Regions from separate parts of the Mus musculus genome. Here region 2 is linked to region 1. A link is a contact called in public HiChIP or PLAC-seq data. All regions are on one chromosome and are shown on one strand. Each heading gives the region's core, a stretch centred on a gene start, on an enhancer-like site or on the middle of the called end of the contact. The rest is flanking DNA. Distances are from core to core; before and after follow the strand shown.

Region 1 (3,176 bases), core at 226-2,725:
TCAAACTTGGGAAATTCTGTGGGTGGCACAGGGGAGGAAGCATTTCAAGGTCTCTCAAAACCACAAACCTAGGCACCGTGCTGTATTTCAGTTATGGGTCCAAAGTGTGTCTCTACTTCTTGTTGTAAACAGAAAGTAGAAACTACTGTTGGTAACACTGCCTTCTGAAGACACTCTGTTACTGCAACAAGACAGTGAGAAACAGATTGCATGGGGGTAAAGAAAGGAGATCAGGGGAAAGGCGCCACCAAAAGACCAAGAAATGATAGACTCAATGACGGTTCAGAGAGTTCACAAACTGTAAAAGAAGTTACATGCTTATTGTAGAGAAAGACTTTGGCTAAATTATCTGGGAAAAAAAAAAACCCGCAGGTTTTTCTATTTAAAAAGACATCAAAAAAAAAAAAAAAAAACAAGAAGAGCAACCCCTCTCCAAAAAACCCCATCATCATTTCCCATTATCCTTTAAAATATCTAACTATTCCTTCTGCCAAGATTTAGGTTCATCTCCTGGGGTGTAATTGATCTTCAATGTGAAGAATACAGCTTGGTATTTACTTTTAAGAGACTATAATTTTTTAATCCTTAATTTTATATACCTTAATCATCTTTTCTCTAAACCCTTCAAAGTTCATTCATCATATAATAAAACTTTGGGCTTGGTTCTTCTTACCTTTGATTACCCCAGAATCATTTCTTTCATTTTGAATTCTGACAAAATGTTGAATACAGTGAAAGTTTCCAATCTTTTTTTTTTAATTCACAAAATATGAGATGGTGAAGTTCACGCACACACAACAGAATATCAGAATTGAAACTTCTGCCAAGACAGAAATATGACTGCTTCTGTGCTCTGAGGGAGCAGGTAGGTAAGTTTCTATGTGAATACTCCCAAGGAGTAGGCAAGGACGGCTACATTCTGAGACCCCCTCACCCCACCCAAAGGCCATCAAAGGGTAGAGTGGTGATGGCTTCAGCATTTGCAGGGATTTCTTTGGGAGAGGGCTTTGCAAAGTCTTATCTTCTCTCTCTAGGGGTGGTTAGGCAAGTATTTCTTTCTTCTCAAATCAAGAGAAAGGAGATTTAGCAGATGGCACAAGGAACTTGATATGTGTCCTCTGTGGTTAGGGAAACGGCTGGCTGGTATCCGATGATCACATGGAAACCCTAAGTGGTAACAGCAGTCTGCTAGCAACTCTGACCACAGGAATGTAGAGGTGGCCATGTTGCTTGCTCTCCCTTTCCAGTACTTCCTGAGCAAGAATACTGGGAATATTTGCCACAGACCAGATGTGGGGCAGGCAAGGGAAAGCTGCCCTAGACTCTGATACTCAAACTGTGGTTAGGGTCTATTTTTATTGTTTCTTAGCATACCTTTTACCTTTTTTTTTCCCCAGATAGGCTCTTTGTAATGTCAGAATGAGTGTAATCAATCCCTTGGGCAAATCCTTCTAAATGGAGCAGATGTCTACATGAGTGATAGCAGAGTCATGCCAGAGGAAGGAAGGGTGTGGTTGCCAGGTACACCAGCTATTAATAATGCTCTACACATTTGGCATTCTTCTGGTTCTCATGTTATAGTTTAGGGTTCTAGACTTGTGCAGTCTGCAACTGCTACTTTAATCCATTGACCTGCCTCTCTCTATTTCATGCCTCCCCAACCTATGGTTTTATTATAACCACTATGTTAGTCTCTATTTATGCATATCTCAGTCTTTGTTAAATCTTTCAGAGATAAGTGCAATCGTGCAGTAGTTTTCTTCTAGTGTCTAGGTTTGTTTCTTACAGCAAAAAGTTATTAATGTCCATCCACTTTGTGGCAGATGGTAAGATACCTTTCTTTTTAAGGGTGGGTAATATTCCATCTATATATTTGTATACACACACACACACACACACACACACACACACACACACATCAAATACATCTCATCTCTATGTGGTATATAAAACGTGAAATATGTATATATAATACATCTATATCTATCAGCCATTATCTATTATTGGACATTTAGTCCTGGGAATGAATCATTTATCTATTGAGTAAGCCATTAGTAGTTTAGCGGGCTGATGGTGACTCCCAAGATAAGAGTGCCACTATTGCGGTGTTGAGGGTATCTTGCTGGACTGGCCATCGTAGGCTTTATAGCTGGGTAAGTCTGTTGATTGATTTTTCTCTGTTGGCAGCAGCTTGCATAGCACTTCAGATACCATGAAAGCTAGCGCTCAGGGAGGAACTTGAATTCTGAGTTGTCACAGATGCTTGTGTTTTGCCTGGAACAGCTTTTACTGCTTTTCATTGGGAGACTCCTTCCTCAAGCAGGAAGCTTCCAGCTCTGTACTATATTCCCTGGAATCTAATGTCTGAGGTGTGTGCTGTTTTTATCAATAGGATTTAACCGTCAAGTTCCGGAGCAACTGGAGGTAGTGGCAGTAGCATATGTTGTCTTGGGAGTCTTGGATCCTCTTGATCAATTACTCCAAAGGGAATTTCTCACACCATCACAAGAAATGTCACAAACTAGCTGCCCTTGAAAATATGCTATAGTGCTCACAAGAGCCTATTACCTTGATGATGGAAACTTAATTATAAAAATTCAGAGATTGTGATCTCTGAAAAAAAAAAGTAAAACTATTTTTAGGGGCTTCTTTTTTTTAAGTGGTAAGAGATCTCAGTGTAGTCTGCATTTCTCCTTGAAACAAAGCTCTAGATTGTCCATTAAAGTTGATTCACTTCCAGCCTTTTTTTTTTTTTTAAATCATGAAAGATGTCCCTTTAACTCAGCTGACAAGCCAGCTGAAATGACAGCGATTTGTGAATCAGCTTTGATTCCTCTTTGCCTCGATGGCCTTTCAACGCTGTGAACCAGTTAAGTGGTCTTGTGTCCTGTGTTTTCACTGATGCTGGTGTTTTGCCTGGAACAGTTTTTACTGCTTTTCAATGGGAGACTCCTTCTCATTCTTCAAATATCTTAAATGATTCTAATTAGGCTACGATAATTTCTATTTGTATCATCTAAGATGCTGGGACACCTTGATGTTTTACTAAAGTAATCTTTCTTGTGATCCTATCTAAATACTCTCCATCTCCATTATTTTATATTTAAAAATCTTTGAATTTCCTTCAGGACATTCATTTTAACTTGAAATTCTATTTTGCACTTCATTGTCTATCC
Region 2 (3,338 bases), core at 775-3,274, 540 kb after region 1:
AATAGTATAAACTAGTCACAGGATCAAAAATGTACCAAAAAATCTCAGCATTTTGCTCCCCCCCCCCAGAGTAACATACTCTCCCCTAAGAGTCAAACAGTGGGATTTGTGTTTGAGTAAGTTATGAGAAATAAGTCTTAGACTTGATGAATGAATCACATGTAATACTTATTTTTAAACATAAATACTTTCTTGGGGGAAGAGGGATAGATAGAAAATGGTTTAAGGGATAGAAGAACACGAAAGACATTTTTATGAATTCTAAGATATGGTCTAAATATAGAAACAGAAATGTCAATCATCTTTTATGGTTGAACATGCCCCTCCCTTGCATCACCCCTATGAGCAGACACACTGTTATTATTTATTTATTTGCACACTTCACATCCTGGTTGCAGCCTCCTTCCTAGTCCTCACGGCCACACACACAGCCCCTCCCCCCATAAATGGGCTGGACCTAGCTACAGTGTTATATGTCAGTCAGCAAATAAATATCTCTGAATACCTAGAGTTTTATCACACAGGGAGGATGTTTTTCTCACTATTCTAGTAATGGCTATAAAACGTACATCCCCTACTATCAACACCTGATAGATAAGGGATTTCATTGCCTTTGAAGGGGTGGAGCCCGGAACTTGATTGTCTGTTGACAAAGATACTATATTAGTTCCCTGTGAAATATTTAAAGCCGCCTCATTTAATTCTCTGACAAGCAGTGTTTTTAAGAATTACTATTGTAAACACCATGCCCAGTGTAAGGCAAATCCAAGCATTGTTAGCAAGTCTCAGAGACAAGCGATGGAGCATATACTGTTCGTAAAGAATTGTCTTCCCTTTGGGACAGTTGGTTACTCAGTTCTGGGAACTGGGAAGCCAGGGAAGGGTAGAGGGTAGAAGTTCCCTCTGGAACACTTTGCTGCAAGCCAGGCAATTAGCACTTCAGGATCCAAGAGCCATAGATGGGCAAAGGTTTCCTTGGAGCTTATGAGGGATAATATCCAATTGCAGATAATTCCAGAGACCTGAGACTTAATTCCCAGAAGTACAAGAAAATCTCCATCTGTTTTCTTCTCATCAGTCTGGCAAGGTTTCTTGGTGGGTAATTGTGTACACCATTTTTCAATGGGCTGTGTAGTACTTAAATTAACTAATCTGCAAAAATTCTTCAAAATTCTGCTCATCAAGGGGCTGAGGCTACTTTCTCATCTCTTATTAAACATTGGGCTGGTCTTGGTGACTCCGATTTTTAAATAAAGAAGTAGATCTTAGAGAGAGATGGGAGGAATAAAAAACAATTCTATGTGGTGTTCAAGGCTAGTTATTAAAGACACTGGTGCTATCCTATGTTTTTATGAGATAGAGAGTCCCCCAATAAGATTGTCAGGAAACAGTTTTCAAGTGATCTTACTCCCCACCCCAACTGCCAATTAACACTAACTATTACAGAGTTTGAACAAAATGAAGAGGAACTTCAGGCCTCCGAATGCCTCTGAGAAGTCATTCAGCCATAAAATCAGGGTATACTAATAGAAAAGAAAGGATAACTGGAAGGAGCCAAGAGTCTAGAACATGGAGCTGAAAGCCCCGGGAATACTGACCTCTAATCAAGGAACAGGCAATGCCCCTTGTGGACTTCAGAATGGTCACACACTACTAATTACTACATGTGCTCTGTTTCTGAAACATCTGTTTAGGTTGTCCTGTGATGACTCTTTCACAGTATGTTAATTATGGAACAAATACAAGGACCTATACCCTAGGAGCCCCAGGTATAGCACTTTTACTAAATTTAGATGAGATTTCAGACCCCAAGCCAGAGACAGATACATAACAGGTAATATATTACAGACCTTGTGTGTTATGGGGTGTGATGGGTAATTTTTATTGTCAACTTCATACATCCTAGAGTTAACACGGAAAGAGGAAACCTCAGTTGGTGAATTTCCCAGATCAGACTGGCCAGTGGTCATGTCTATAAAAGATTGTCTTGAATGATGACTAATTTGGGAGGGCCCAGTCCACTGAGGGCTGCGGCATTCCTAGGCAGGTAGGTCTGCATTAAACAAGAAAGTTCTCTGAGTAAGCCACTGAGCTGGTCAATAAGCCGCATTCCTCTGTGGTTTCTGCTTCAATTACTGCTAGATTTCTTACTCTGACTTCCCTCAATGGTGGATTGTTGCCTGGAAATATAGGTTAAAATAAACCCTGTTCTTCTCAGATTATTTTCTCAGTCAGTGATTTATCACAGCAACAGAAAACAAAGCACAGTACAGAATAGAGGTATTTTGTCTATGGGCTCAGTATACATGACTTGTGATCAACAGTGACCTGTACATCTTTTGTAATATGACTACAATTTCTATTAAAAGATAAAATTTAAGTCTCTTTTCTTTAAGGATAGACTGGCCATGGTGGTTTCTAACAACCTGGATGCTACATCCTAAAAAGCGATTCAGCATCCCTTGGAGCCCCAAGTCTCAAACACCTAACCTGGAGCCATCAAGCTTGTGAGGAAGCAGTTAGATTCTAGGGCTCTGACCCAGCTGTTCAGCACTCTGTTGACTTTGTTGACCTTCTAAGATCTGGTACCAATAGCACAGCCTCAGGTGAACTTAGTTGGACCACCATCAGATTGCAGCCTGACTTCATAAAATGTTGCAACTCACAATCATCTAGATAAACTCCTTCTGACCCCATGGAAAGTTTGAGATAATAAATGCCTGCTTTAAGACACTAAATGCAGAAGGTGATCTATTAAGTAGAAGTGGGTTGCCAGGACAACGACATACCATACTTCGTTCTGTGCGAGTGGAGAGCCCTGGAGCTCAGAGATGTTCAGTGTGGGTTCTTGTCAACAGCTGCAGGTTCCACTCATCGCCTCTGTTTCTCACTGTCCTCTTCCTTATCGCCTCTGTTTCTCACTCTCCTCTTCCTTAGCTTTAGACTTCCTTTGGGCTCCAGGCAGTACGTCCTCTGACACCGAGGTACCACTTGGCTAGGCTAGGCTTCTGTGTTGGGGACCTTGGCAGTTACTAATACCTCGTGAGGTTCTAGTTTTTCTGCAATCCCTCTGATGTCTACATATACCAGCCCATTTTGGCCTCCCAAGACCATATCTTTCCATCTTCAGATCTTCTAACTGTAGGGTCTCAGGGCACCCCTGCATCCGGGCTTCATTTTCAGCTGCCTCTTGGCTGATCTTCAGACTTCCGGCTGCACATAATGGGAACATAGATAGTGTATTTCCAGAAAAAATAGGGAGGAGGCTTATATAGACCCTATCTCAGACTTGGGGAGGACTCAATCTTTACTTTCAGAACCCCTAAGGGGGAAAGTGA

The links. HiChIP or PLAC-seq counts read pairs in DNA pulled down with a chosen protein or histone mark.
Region 2: a FOXA1 HiChIP or PLAC-seq map of pancreatic cancer cells shows a contact between it and region 1. The contact joins two enhancer-like sites. A contact is called at or near these places in 1 of 15 datasets of contacts at CTCF or cohesin (the NIH/3T3 cell line) and 2 of 115 datasets of contacts at active chromatin or transcription factors (the NIH/3T3 cell line and pancreatic cancer cells).

The regions. Positions count from the first base shown.
Region 1 is chr5:4,245,121-4,248,296 of GRCm38.p6, forward strand. No RefSeq gene overlaps it. Among named protein-coding and RNA genes, the nearest start is that of Gm40261, 27 kb to the right of the region's middle. Within about 2 kb of position 1,476, at least 37 of the 459 cell types and tissues checked have an H3K27ac peak or open chromatin away from gene starts, as enhancers often do. A contact at or near this core is called in pancreatic cancer cells, where this site is marked.
Region 2 is chr5:4,786,602-4,789,939 of GRCm38.p6, forward strand. No RefSeq gene overlaps it. Among named protein-coding and RNA genes, the nearest start is that of Fzd1, 30 kb to the left of the region's middle. Within about 2 kb of position 2,025, at least 26 of the 459 cell types and tissues checked have an H3K27ac peak or open chromatin away from gene starts, as enhancers often do. A contact at or near this core is called in pancreatic cancer cells, where this site is marked.